Regions from separate parts of the Mus musculus genome. Here region 1 is linked to region 2. Evidence: chromatin contacts called from public HiChIP or PLAC-seq data. All regions are on one chromosome and are shown on one strand. The core of a region is the stretch at or near the end of the contact, and the rest is flanking DNA. Distances in the headings are between cores, read along the strand shown. Region 1 holds the start of 1700095J03Rik (RIKEN cDNA 1700095J03 gene). Region 2 has its middle 19 kb from the start of Gm32563.

Region 1 (7,073 bases), core at 1,787-4,286, 210 kb before region 2:
TTAGTAAATACATATACAGTGGGTGGCAATATAAAACATATTTCTTTTTAGTGGCTTATGAACCAAAAAAAGGAGAAACCCTGGCTTAGATAAGCTGGAAAGATTCTGCTACGGGGTTGGGACATTCTTAAAACCGCTTTAAAGTTAGGCAGAGTGGTGCATGCCTTATATTCCAGTACCCAGCAGGCAAGTGGGTCTCTGTGAGTTTGTGGCCAGCCTGGTCTACACATCGAGTTTTAGGACGCCTAGAGTTGTATAGTGAGTTCTGTCTCAAACAAAACAAACCCTCTAACAAATGCAGAGATGTCACAAATATTTTACTTACTGTCAGGGGAAAAGCTCCATTCTTATTTAAAACTTATTTATTTTTATTATTGTGTCTGCACATGTGTGCACATGTGCTTGTGCCACGGTGCATGTATGGAGGTCAGAGGACAACATGCAGGTGTTGGCTTTCTCTTACCTTTGCATGTGTTCTGGGAATGGGACAGGTTGTCAGGATTGGTATCTTTATCTACTCAGTGTCTTTATCTACCAAGCCGTGCTTGCAAGCCACTGATATCGTTTCTTAATATAAGCAAATGGAGCAAGGCTGATGCTAAAGACTTGCGATAGGCAGAGTTCCAAGGGGAAGATAAGGTGGTACACTCAGCCTTAAACATTTTGGAGGGTATCAGTGAGACAGCTCAGTGGGTAGAGGTTGCACATATGCAGGCCTGAACTTGTTTGAACTGCAAATCCCACAAGGTGGCAGGAGAGAACTGAGCCCCAAGAGTTGTCCTCTGATCTCCATATAAACACGGCAGAGATACATGTTCATATGCACCCAAATAAATGGACCTGTGTGTATGTGTGTATGTGTGCGTGTGTGCGTGTGTGCGTGTGTGTGCGTGTGTGTGTTTAGGCTAGAAGTCAGCTTTAGGTGGTGTTGTTCCAAGGAACTGTCAACTTTGGTTTTTGACTGCTCACTGGTCTGAAACTTACCAATTAGTCTATGATAGCTGGCCAGTAAGCCTCAGGAAACCTCCTGTCTCTACCTCCTTAGTGCTGGGATTATTAGCATGTGCCTCTGTGCCCAGTTTTCAATTTATTTTTTTTAACTTGGGTTCTGGGAATCAACCTCAGGTACTCATGCTTGAAGTCAGTATTTTATCAACTGAAACTATCTTCCCAGACTACAAACACAGTGTGCTTCGATGGTCTGACCCAACTCAGAAAAAACAAAACAAAACAAAACAAAACCCTAGCCTACTGGTTCCTAACCAGTGCTAGAAACACATACACACACACACACACACACACACACACCTACCCACCCGTTCAAAACTGGGACCTATTTAATCAGAATCTCTGAGTGTATAATTTGTGAATCTACACTTAAACACAAAATAAAGTAAAACAAAAATTCCCGGTAGATGTCTGGTGTTGAGCAAGTTTGGGCATCACTGACAGACTGCAGGGGAGGACTCACCAGCATGCCTTTCCAACAATTCTTCCTACCAGTGTTGTCCCTTAACTAGGCTTTGTCAGATGTTTGAAGTTGTTTTTTGGAAGGGTCCGGAGTCTAAAAGCCTTCGTAGGGGTTTGTTAAAGGCGGATCCATGCATGTCACAGTTCAGTGAAGCAGATAGTAGTTTATCTCCTCAAACTCATGCTCAGACTTAGGCTTGGATGGGCAATCATGCCATCTTTCTATACAGGCAAGGGGGACATACAGAGTGCAAATTCTCACATCTCTTCCAGACTCTTGTTAGACGATAGTTCTGTAATTTTCCAGAACATTGCTTGGCCAAGATCCCAAAGTTCTATTAATATAGTACATGGCAGGGAGTATTTGTGGTTGAAAAATGGTTTCCAAAATGAAGTTACCAACTACTTGTGCCCATTTTGAGCACTTTTTTCCCTCCTATGAAAGCAACAGGATTAAGTAGTTGCCAAATGTACACCTGTAAGCAATAAAATTAATTGCTTTGCTGTACTGTTACTGGCTATCAATCACCTTAATTTTAGAAGACATCTGCCTTGAATAATTATGCTAGTCCAAGTAGAGTTGAATTTCTTCCCGACAGCTGCTGGAGAGAGGACCCGCCCACAGAAGCCATTCCTAGTTCAGATCAATAATAGAACATTAGCATACAGCTGTAGCCAGCTTTTCACGGCTCCATTGCTTGCGACATACATTGGAGATGGTCCCACAGAGGCTTGGGACAAGTCTAGAGATATGTTATTTGACTCGTCACGGGCCACTTCAGCCTTTCTGTGAGGATCCACACCCAGCTCTCAGCAGAGACGCCCTGACCACGTTCACATCGTATGAGGCCCCCTGGACGGGCGAGCCTCGCCGCACGAGCACCGGCCGCCTGGGCCATGACTGAGAATAAGTCGGAACATCCCGTCACGATAGCGACAGTGCTGTTGAAAAGCGTTTTACTTGACACGGTGCTCGAGGCAGGCTTCCCCGCTCCGTGTCTGGGGTGCGGCCCGCGGAGACCAGGCTCCCGGGCACGCGGGCGCCGTTGTGCGGCCCCCGCTCTCCTCACAGGCCTCACTTGCGCGCGGAAGGCTGGGGCTTCGCGTTTGCTGTCGCGCTTTGTCCCGGTGCAGACCCCGTCCACCTCCTGGGTCGGCATCCCGGGCCTTAGAAAAGTTCAGCTTCTTTAGGTGTGGCGTTCGGGGCTGGGGGACCACTCGGGTCCAAGTGTGTGCCTCTGTCAGGGGCAGCCCGCCGGCCGTTGTGGTGAGTGGCCTCGCAACGCTGACTCGCCCTACCCTGAGGGAAAAGGTGGGCGGGAGGGTTAGGCAGCCTTCGAGCCCCGTTGCTATGACAACCGCAGGCAAACGGGCCTCAGGGCTCCAGCCAGCGGTCGGCCAGGCGTCCTGCGCGGAGGAGGGTCCTGGGGATGATCACGGACCCTTTTAGGAGTCTCGGGGGACCCAAACACCCGGGACCTCATTTTCCCCTGGTCTGGTGTTTGGGGTGGTCCCTTGCTGCTTGGGTCCATCTTCACTTCCTCACTCCCATCCCATGTTCGCTACAGGAAACATTTTTGAAAGTTTAATGTGATCTCACTCAGGGTAAGTGTGTGTGTGTGTGTGTGTGTGTGGGAAAACGTCCTTAAAAGCCATGGAGTTGTAAGGGCTTGGTGTCTTTTTAATTTCCTAAGAGCCTGACATCTACTAGGACCTCGTTATGTGGTAGCTTCTTAAGTCTTTTTCCTTGCACAGAGTGGATGCTCAGGAGGCAGGGCGATGTTAAGAGCAGTCTCCAGATGATTCTGAGGACAGGGAATTTAAACCTGCTGTCTCTGTTTCCTAGACGCACGTTAGAATTTCTCACACCGTTGTCGGGTGAAATGAGCCTGTATGTGGTATTGCCCTGTGAATGACAAATAGAAAGTGGTTAAGTTAGTTGTAGGGGATAATTGCACATTCGGGGTGCTCCTCACGCCTAACCACAGCGGAGGAACCTTGCCCCCCCCCCCCCCCGCTGTTTTTTGGTCTGACAACCCACCTTCAACATCAGAGCAAGATCAAGCCAGCCTATGTAGGAGGAAGGATCTGCGAATGGAATGCCAAAGCAACAGATTTTGAACTTAAGCTTGCTCTCCTTGTTCTCCAGGTCATGTCTTCAAATTGTGAGCACCACACCGAGATACTACATATCTAAAAGTCTAGTCTGTGTAAGCCACCAGTGTTCTTTTCCTAATGAATCATATATCTATATCATTTTCAAGCCAGGAATCTTGCCCTCATCAGTACCCATTTCCCTTTCTCCTATGTCCATACTGCCATGACTTTGTGTTCATTTTGTCTTCAAACCAAATATCAGATCTAACCACTTCTGTTTCTTCTTCTATCACCCTAGTCTGGGCTACCATGCTCTTACTGTGTCTCTTGAAGTTACCTTCTAATTGGTCTGAAGTCAGTGTCCCATTTTAAAGTATTCCTATTTTATCTCTTGCTCTACAGCAGGAACAATATTTAAAATTTACAAATTGATTATGCTGAGCCAGAAAAATGGCTCCTTGGGTAAATAAATGTGCTTACCACCAAGTCCGATGACACAAAATTGATCCCCAGGACCCACGTGTTGGAAGGAGAGAACAGACTCCACAAATTGTACACAAAATAGATACATAATACATACATACATACATACATACATACACACACACACACACACACACACACACACACACACACACAGCACACAGGGAGGCCCTGAATTCAATCCTAGCACTCTAAATAAATACATAAGTAAATAAATAAATTTAGGCCAGGCCTTATGGCTAGCTTCTACTTGTTTTCTTCCTGATGTAGTCTCTCAGGTAGCTGGGATTGCAAGCATGCGCCTCTGTGCTTGGGGATACATAGACTCTTCTTCAGTTTTCCATCATGGCTTTTTGTCTCACTTCAGGACCTTTGCACATGTTCCTGTCCCTGCCATTGTTGTTCTCTTTAATTAATTCTTGGTCACCCTTAATATCCCAAGGCCAAATGTTTCCTCAAAGTGATCACTATATTTGATTAATTTATCTGGAACAAACCTCCTCAAACATTGGCCCTTCCGGCACAGTTATCTCCCTTCAGTAGCATTTGTGTGTCTGGCACACGGGGGCTAGGGGCGTTAATAACGAGCTGGATGCTTGAGTTACAACTGTTTCCCCATGGCATTCAGTCGTATATGAAAATATCATGCTGTGCCTAGAAGCACAGACTACAGAACCAGACAGATGGTTTACATGTTCATTCTAGTTCTATCACAGTTCCATGCCTGAAACCCGTGGGGCTGATGTTTCATTTTATTGAAGGGTGATATGGTGGATGGATGGATCCTCTGGGATCCAGAGTGTGTATATATTGTACCCTAATGGTCTGAATAAGAATGGCATCCATAGGCTTATATCTTTGAATGCTTGTGGGTGGGCTTTGGGGTTTCAAAAGCTCAAGCCAGGCCCAATGTGTCTCTCAGCTACTCCTCTAGCACCATGTGTGCCTTGTGTCACCGCTCTTGCTCCCTGCCACACTCCCCACCATCATGGTAATGAGCTAAACCTCTGGAACTGTAAGCCAGCCACAATTCAATGCCTTCCTTACTGAGATTTGCAGTGGTCATGGTGACTCTTCATAGCAGTAGAACACCAACTAATTGAACCCTGAATGTCATCAAGTACATTAACTTTTCTATGGTAAACTGAATCCACTCTTACTTGGGATAAAGGTGATACATAGGTTGACATCAGGTTATGGCAAGGTTTAGCAACGAATAACTTACCAAAAATTTATGATAACATTTTGTTTCCATAGCATTTGAATTTTTGAATTTCAGCCTAGAATGTCAGAGTTTGTTTCAGTGTAACCTTAGTTCAGTCACCTTCTCAGTGCCTCAGATTTCTCACTGGGAAGTCAGACATGACAGTAGCACTGGTCTGCCTATAGTTGAATGCCAAATTGCTTTGAGAAGTGAGTGAATGACTCCATGTGAACTACTTGGAACAGTGAATGGTGATTAGTAACGTGTAAGGATCTGCCCTTGTACCGTCTTCTTAGCTCCACAATCACACTATGAATGAAGCTTTATTAGCTATTATTAGTGGCTATTTATATGTGAACTACCAAATGTAATGATGAATGTCTTCATAATTTAATCTTCTCATTGTGTCCTTGTTGCTTAAGATCAGTTTCTCAAAAATGGAATTACAAAGGAACAGGGATGCTGTAGTGTTCTTGAATTGTAGGTCTGCTCTGCTCTCCAAAAAGACTGTACAGTCTTCAGTCCCACTATCAGCTATGTGATGCTCATGTTAGCATTACTTAAAAAAACAAAACAAAACAAAACAAACCTTTGTCCACTTCAGATAAAGTTCCTCCTTATTTTAACTCATATTTTTATTATTTATTTGTTTAAAGATTAAAAATATCATTATTAGATATTAGCTATTTCTTTCATCCAAATTGACTATACAAGCTCTTTGAAAGATTTTCTAGATATAGTGATTGTACGCATTCATGTGTGATACTTGAATACATGCACATAGCATGTAATGATCAGATCAGGGCAACTGACATATTTGTCACTTCAGGCATGTATCACTTCAAACTGTCACCGCTCTTGTTCCCTGCCACACTCCCCACCATCATGTTTTAAGTTTTAAGTTCGTTGTCACTGAATAGAGCTGTCTGATTGAGCTGGGAATATTTGGAGTCATTCCTGCCATCCAGCTTCACCCCCGACCCACTTACTATACCGTCAGTTTTTTTTTAAACCATTGTTTGTTTGGTTTCTTTACCTCGTCTGTCCTCCTTGGCCTATGCAGTACCTTGTATCCCGGGCTTTGGCAGGAATTAACGTGTTACTGGGGCCCAGGGCAGGTTGTTACTTGCCTGTTGGCTACTGTACTAGTCAGTTTTGTGTCAACTTGACACAAGCTAGAGTCATCAGAGAGGAAGGAGCCTCGTTTGAGGAAATGCTTTTATGAGATATAGCTATAAGGCACTTTCTCTAGCAATCTGTAAGGGAGAGTCCAGCCCATTGTGGGTGATGGTGCTGGTGGTCCTGGGTTCTATAAGAAAGAGGTTAAGCAGGCCAGGGGATGCAAACCAGTAAGCAGCACTCCTCTATATTAGCTCCTGCCTCCAGAATCCTACCCTGTTTGAGTTCCTATCCTGACTTCCTTCAGTGGTGAACAGCAATGTGGAAGTATAAGCTGTTTTTTGGTCATGGTGGTTTGCTGTAGCAATAAAAATCCTAGCTAAGACAGCTGCTGAGTAAGGTAGAAAGCAGTGTTTCAGAGGTTAAGTCTCGGGTGAAATCTGAAATGTAGGCAATGCGGACCTTCAGTACAACAGGAGTGGGAAGAGAGAAAACATCCAGGTGGGAAGCAGAGGCCCAAGGGAGATGACTGGGGCTGTGCATGGCTCAAGCAGGTAGAAACTTCATTGCCTTTCCATAGGAACATTGCAGATTCATCTGTGGAAGAAAAGGGATGATGTGGCCACTATGTGAGAACCATTGGTACAGTAAGAATATTAAATCATTTGCTTTTCATACAAGGTTCCCCCCCCACACACAC
Region 2 (6,534 bases), core at 3,998-6,497:
GAGTTCTTGGGTGGTATAGAAAGTAGGAAGTGGGACCTTCTTGTAGGAAGGGCCACTGGGGTATGTCTGGGAAAGATTTGTCTTGTCTTAGGCTTCTTTCTTGCTCTCCCTCCCTCTCTTACCAAGGGACTAAAGCAATGGAGCTAGCCAAAAGTAGATTAGAACCTTTGAAACTCTGAACCTTTTAAATTTTCTTTCAGGTGATTGTCAAAGTGACGAAACAAAAACAAACAAACAAAAAAAACCTAACACAAATTATATATTAAAATGATATGGTTTTGAGCTTTAAAATCTAATAATAATAATAGTACTACTAGTAGTAATAATAATAAAATAATGGGCTAAATAAGTGATCAAAACCGATTTGGTATTTTTTAACTTGACTATGATCTCCAAGGTCTCTAATCATGAATGTCCTAGGCATCTTTGATATATGTGGTGGGTATAAAAGAACTTGGAATCTCACCGTTTCACAGAGAAGATCCAGGTGGCTAAGAGAGAACATTTCCGCCTGAGGATGGTTAATGCCTGAGGATAAGCCTTGTGGAAATATCCTTCAGATTTCTCTAGTACCAGGAGCCAATGGCCAATGTAATGGATGAGGTAACACCTTCAAAGGATTTCTCCCATTGGTGACAGGGGACGCCATGAGTAAGAAGAGGAAAGCTCCAGGTGCTTCCATCTGTTGTGTATATGACGACAAACAATGTACTAATTACTTTTCTGTCGCTGTGATAAAATACCATGACTAAAACAACTTTTAGAAAGGGTTTAACTGAGCTTCCAGTCCGAGAGAGAGAGCTCACAATGGTGGGGAGACAGAGCAAATATGGTGGCAACAGCAGGTAGCTCCATACAGAGAAAGCTGGGAGAAGGAAGGGGGAGCAGGACGAAGTTTCCAACCTTCAAAGCTCACTCCCAGTAACATGCTTCTCCCACAACGGCTGCACCCCCTAAAGGTTCCCTCATCTCTCCAAACAGCACCGGCTGAGCACCAAATGTTCAAATACATGAGCTTACAAGACCAGCTTAAAACCACCATAAATACTGTTGGTAGAACCGGTAACTAGGGCCAACTGATCTCCAGAAAAGGCCTTGCAACCCATCCTAGGGCTAAAGAAGGAACGCCAGAGCTGTCTGGGCTGAGATAGGTCCACAGCCCATCTGTCCTCTCTGCACCTGTACTGGCTCACTAGCTGGGATGGTCCTATGCCTCGCCTGGCAACTCCTGCCTGAAGTTGTGAGATCCTGAAACATCCTCAGGACCATCCCATCCTGAAGCATGACACCCCAGGCCACCCCAGCAAGAGCCAACAGAGGAGCCAGAGGAACTGGTGCAGGGGCCAGGAAGCTCAGCTTCATCGGAACAGCTACAGAAAGGAAGACGCTAGAAACCAAGAGGGAGGGAGAAACAGCCTGTCTGGGGTCTAGTAGCTCCCAACGACCTTGAAAGCTTCAGTCTGCAAGAGTGGAGTCCAGTGAGAGATGAAATTTCCAAGTGATTCTGGTGAGAGGATGGGGAGATGAGTTGTAGGGCCAGTTGGGGTGAAATACTTCAGCTAAGAGCCAAGGTCAGGCTGAGGGTGGAAGGAGGCTACATACCCATTAGGTATAGATAGAAAATCTGCAGGACTCAAAAGGAGTAGTAGAACTCTTAAATCTGATCCCAAATAAAACCCTTCCCTGGGTATGTATTATCAAAGCAATTGGAGCTCATGCTCTGCCACTCAGCTGTCCCAGGACACCTGTCCACATCCCTTCACTCCTCCAAGCCTTGTGAGCAGAGTACACTCCTTGTGGCCTACAGTCAAGCCACCCTGAGGGTGGATAGATAGCAGGCTTCTACAGATGCCTGAGGCCCCCTCTAAGCCTTGGTCTTCTCATCCTCTGGGGTCCTGGCCATTGCCTATCCATCCTGGAGGTCTAGGCCAGTGGTGCAGCCTTTGCCCCTTGGTGGATGTGGTGGTGGTGGGGGGCTCCAGCATCTCAGCCTGCAGGGGCTGACCCCACAAGCTCCTGGCTTGCTTGTTGGCTGGGGTGGGAGATGAAAGCTGCTCCCCCCACCCCCTCCTCAGCCTCCAGGCCAAGTCTCTTCACCTCTCCCCCTCTCCTTTGCAGCACTGTAAGAATTATTATTTTTTTAAATCCTCATTGGAATGCTAATTTTGATTTTGAGTGTCTGTCATGGGCTCTTTGAAGTTTTTCAGACAAAGTAAGTATCTCCTTAACAGAGAGGATTAGTGCCTGCTTGTTTAGAACCCTCTGACTGAGAGTGACAAGCAATTTCAGAATCTGTGGGGTTTAGGGAGGCTGCAGGAAGAGGGGCTGCCTACTTCCCTGTGGTCAGCTTTCCATAAATGGCTTAATGGGGTTAGAGTTTAACCCCTCAAACAGGGATCAGCGCCCCCAGCTTGAAAGCCAATGAGCAGCGAGGCAGAGCTTGCTATTTAAATCCAGCAGGGCTTGGTTAGAACTCTTTTATTCTCTTAAGTTTAAAGAAAACAAACCCATTTCCCTTGCAGGATTTGGGACCCACTTCAGCCATCTGTCCCTATAGCCCCTGCCTCAAAACTCAGCCTTCCCTCTGCAGGAAATTCATAGCCCATGCTCAGCCCGGGATGGGATGCTCCCGGCTTTGTGATTCCCTTCAATTCAGGAGTGCTAATGGGGCAATTTGTAAAGAAAGAAATATAATGAGTTATCACAAAGCCCAGCAAGGACTCGACAAACCTGGCACTTCCCATCCATCAAGCATCCTAGCGTGGTTGAAGACCAGCAGGGCCAGAAATCCTGTGTGGCCACTGGGAGTGCAGCCTCGCCTTGGCCTGGATGTGCATGTATGTAACTGCTGAGACCACCCCCTGCCCTCTCTGCTTATTCCCCCAAATCCTGTGGCCCTGGAGAGCCAGAACCCCTGGGGACATGATATAAGGAAGCAAAGAGAAGATCCTTAAGATGTATTTGCTAGAGTAAAATGATTGCAGAGGCCACCTTTAAGCAAACAAACAGGAAAACATTAGCATAGCATGTGAGGCTCCTTGAAGCCAGTGTGCCTGTGTATGTGTGTGTGTGTGCGCGCCTCCATGTGTGTGTATGTGTTTGTGTGCCTGCATGTGTGTGTACATTTTGTGTGTACATTGTATGTATGCATTGTGTGTATACTTTGTGTGTGTATACATTGTGCGTATGTGTGTTCATTGTGCCCCAGAGCCCCCAATGCCAGCGATGCTGGGGCTACTTGGACTGTCTTTGACTAGTCATTAGGCCTATGGTCATGGATGATGTCAGGCAGTCAGATTTATCCAGTGACATCTTGAAGTTCAACTCTGTCCAATCTGGTCCTGGGGTGAGACTATGAGGCCTTCTGAAGAGAGCAAATGGTGTGCCAAGTCCACTCTGGGACATAGCAGTGTGTGAACTTGAATGCTAGGCCCACCAACAGACAAGCCCTTCCCATGAGCACGGTGAGGCCCAGAAAGGGGAATGAATTACCATAGGAGAGTTAAGACAATGATACCCTGTTACACTGGGTATACATCGTAATCCAGACCCCAGTTTGGTTGAGGCTGGGAAGCAGCAGTAGAAAGAGGAGAGGTTTAGAGAGCCCATCAAACAAGCTTTGACTCCAGGCCCCTCATTTCAGCAGCTCAGCCTGCCCATTCTTCATGCTGGGCTCCCTAGCCTGGCTCTTCTCTTTTCCTTGCCTGACTGTCTGACGCATTATGCTAGCTCTGGCCTGGGAGCCTCAGGCACAGAAGTCTGGGCCGGCCTGAGGAGTGCTAACTCACACATACAGGTGTCTCTAGGCTGAGACTATGTCTTTTTCTTTCTACTGTTCTACCTCTCCCCTGGATCTTGGTGATCTTACCAAATCACTCAGCAGCCCCTTACCAGAACTACAGGTAATAGGAAGATGATCATAGTAATTTGATCAGCACGTGACAGGCAGAGGTGTGGCCTTCTGTGCCATGTGTTCCAGATTGGTCTCCACCATGCCCTACCCATTTGGGTCCTGTCCTTTTCCTTCTTGCTTTGTAGACAAGTTGGGAAGGGAATCTCCCCAAAGTCAAGGAAAGCCACTTTGGAGCCTCAGAATAGGCAGGTTCCACTGATAGGACCAGCCTTCTCCCTTGTATAGATAATGAATAGCTACCATTGCTGATACTTCCTGTGCCCCAAAGGCGACCCTGGATTTGTACTTGACTAACTCATTAATTCTCTCAACAGTACTATGGTGGGATACTTCTGCTCTCATACCAAATTTTCAGAATAGGGAAGAGAGGCACAGAAAAGTTATACAAGTTGATTAAGGTCACTCTACTATCTCAAGCCCAACTCAACCGTGCTGGGAAGCTGGAGGTTCTTTGCTCCAACCAGGTCAAGTGCCAGAGAGGCAGATTCCTGACCACTGCACTTCTCCAGAGAAGGACCTGTGGAGTCTTGGGGGCCAGGAACTTGAAGTTTCCCCTAAGAATGAGTGAGGGACAAAAAGATGGTAGTGTATATAGCACATTGACTCCCATCCAAAGGCAGACCTCAAACGGCATTGAGTCAACTGAACCCATGTGTACATGTGCCAATCACAATGTCCTATGCCTCACCCATGGAATTTCCCACAAGTCTCCCAGCAGCCCCACAGGTAGGAACTACTGATTCATTGAAGTCGGATGGAGACTCAGCAAGACAAAGAAATTTATCCAAGGTCACACAGCTACCAAGAGATTTAGCTTGGCATCAAATTAACTAGGTCTAGTTTAACAGCTAGGCACATTCCACCAGGTGTTAGAGAGGGGCCTGTGGAGAAGGAAAAAGAGGAAGACAGATAGTTAGAAGTGCTGTGACATGTTAGGGAAGGCATAGATGGCCCTCCTGTCATCCAGAGCTAGTAGACCAGAAACTAACATCAGCTGCCAGAAAAGTCTCAAGAAAAGACACCCATCCTACCACAGGGTAGAGGTCTGTGTGGAGGCAGGGGGATGCAGGGATTGACCTTAACTCCTGGTTTGTCACTCCTAGCCTCCCTCTAGGGCAATGAAAAGTAGAGTCTTGTTGCCTCCCACAGGGGTAGATGGCCTTGGCTGAACCCTGTTCCCATTACATCAGCTAGGAATCCTGACCCTCAGGGGCTCCATCATTGCTTGGCCACTCCCCTCTGCACCTCTGTGTCCCACCCTGTCGATCTCTGTGTTCCACCAGGTCACCACTCCAGGCTCCCCATCATTCAGATGTCCTGGGAGCGGAAGGGTTACGGCAGACGCCTCTGAGTGGAGGCTGCTGTTCCCCAGCGTTAAGCAGCTTTAGTGTCTCCTACCCCAGTCCTGATTTAAAATTCATAAATGCTAATCCTTCATAATTTACGGTTTAAAAGCAGCCCCACTCACAGGCCCCGTGGCTACAGCTCTGTCAGAGTAATTATGCCGCCAAGCTGAAATTGGACTACTAACTGAGATATTAAACAGGGGGGGAAATCCTCGCGCTGGCAGCCGACCCAATTATTCCAAATAAGCAAACAGATTAGTGAGTAATTTTCCAGTTAAATTTGGTGATTGGTGCCAGAATTGTATGTTAAATATTCAGAAGTAAATAGATTAAAGATGAAATGTGCCCCCCTCCTTTTTTTTCTGGGCTTAATTTACTGTGTATATTAAAACTTTTTCATGAGGAGGAAAAAAAGTAAAAAATGATAATTAAAAAATCCAAATAAACCCCTCCGGGCGTCCCGATGAAGCTTGTCAGAGGCCAGAATGGGGCCCTCCAGCTTCTTCTACCTCCCAGCCCTCTTGGGAAGAATGAGGCCCAACTCCAAGTCTCCCAGGGGAGATCTGGGTGGGGCATGAAGTCTGGGTGGGCTGGGGACCCCAGTTCCCACCTGCTGGGTTATATTTCTTTACAAAGAGAAATCCTAAACCTATTAGTGGTAAAGTCAGGCAGATGGAGGAGTGGGGGCAGGCAGGGGTACAAAAGTGGCTCTTGGCATGCGAGGCCCCTGGGTACTAGGCTCCTCCTCCTCTCTCAGAGCCAGGACTGGCACTCAGGTCCCACTGTTCAAGGCTAATACCCCCACATCAGCCACTGTGCTTTCCAGGTTTGGCGATGTGAAACTCTGCCCCAGTGAACACGCTTGTACACACCACACACACACACACACACACACACACACACACACACACACACACACAGGCTGGTCCTCCCTTCTCCCTGGCTGCCTACCTTCTCCCCCCCCCCCCCCCCCACACACACACACAGGCTGGTCCTCCCTTCTCCCTGGCTGCCTACCTTCTTCCCCACCCCTTCTTTAGATTCACAGCAGATTCTCCCCATCTGTGCATCTAGCAGAGACAGGACTGTGAGTCATCATCCCAATAAGAAAAAACTAGAACCAGAGACCCAGAGAGGCCTGCGGGCTCTCCCCAGGTACCCAGCATTGCAGAGGTGGAAATGAATGCCCAATAGCTGCTTAGCTGTTCAGGCTGTGCTCTCTGCTGCCTCCTAGAGGTTACAGGATTCTGGCATCGGCTCATCCCTGACAGGAGG

The links. HiChIP or PLAC-seq counts read pairs in DNA pulled down with a chosen protein or histone mark.
Region 1: a contact with region 2 is called in an H3K4me3 HiChIP or PLAC-seq map of embryonic basal ganglia, with 3 times the contacts expected there. The contact joins the promoter of 1700095J03Rik here to the enhancer-like site in region 2. A contact is called at or near these places in 19 of 39 promoter capture datasets (the 3T3-L1 cell line, the C10 cell line, HPC-7-derived erythroid cells and 9 more), 1 of 15 datasets of contacts at CTCF or cohesin (stem cell-derived epiblast-like cells), 80 of 484 Hi-C or Micro-C datasets (the 63-12 cell line, the AtT-20 cell line, B cells and 53 more), 12 of 115 datasets of contacts at active chromatin or transcription factors (acute myeloid leukemia, bone marrow-derived dendritic cells, differentiating embryonic stem cells and 8 more) and 6 of 9 other capture datasets (adipose tissue, embryonic stem cells, embryonic tail and 3 more).

What each region holds. Positions count from the first base shown.
Region 1 is chr7:109,434,581-109,441,653 of GRCm38.p6, reverse strand. It overlaps 1700095J03Rik (RIKEN cDNA 1700095J03 gene), which reads right to left and starts at 3,036. Exons shown (of 2, transcript NR_152110.1): 1 at 1,472-3,036. Stk33 (serine/threonine kinase 33) reads left to right here and starts at 2,601. Exons shown (of 14, transcript NM_054103.1): 1 at 2,601-2,737.
Region 2 is chr7:109,230,869-109,237,402 of GRCm38.p6, reverse strand. No RefSeq gene overlaps it. Among named protein-coding and RNA genes, the nearest start is that of Gm32563, 19 kb to the left of the region's middle. Within about 2 kb of position 5,247, at least 23 of the 459 cell types and tissues checked have an H3K27ac peak or open chromatin away from gene starts, as enhancers often do. A contact at or near this core is called in the N1E-115 cell line and embryonic basal ganglia, where this site is marked.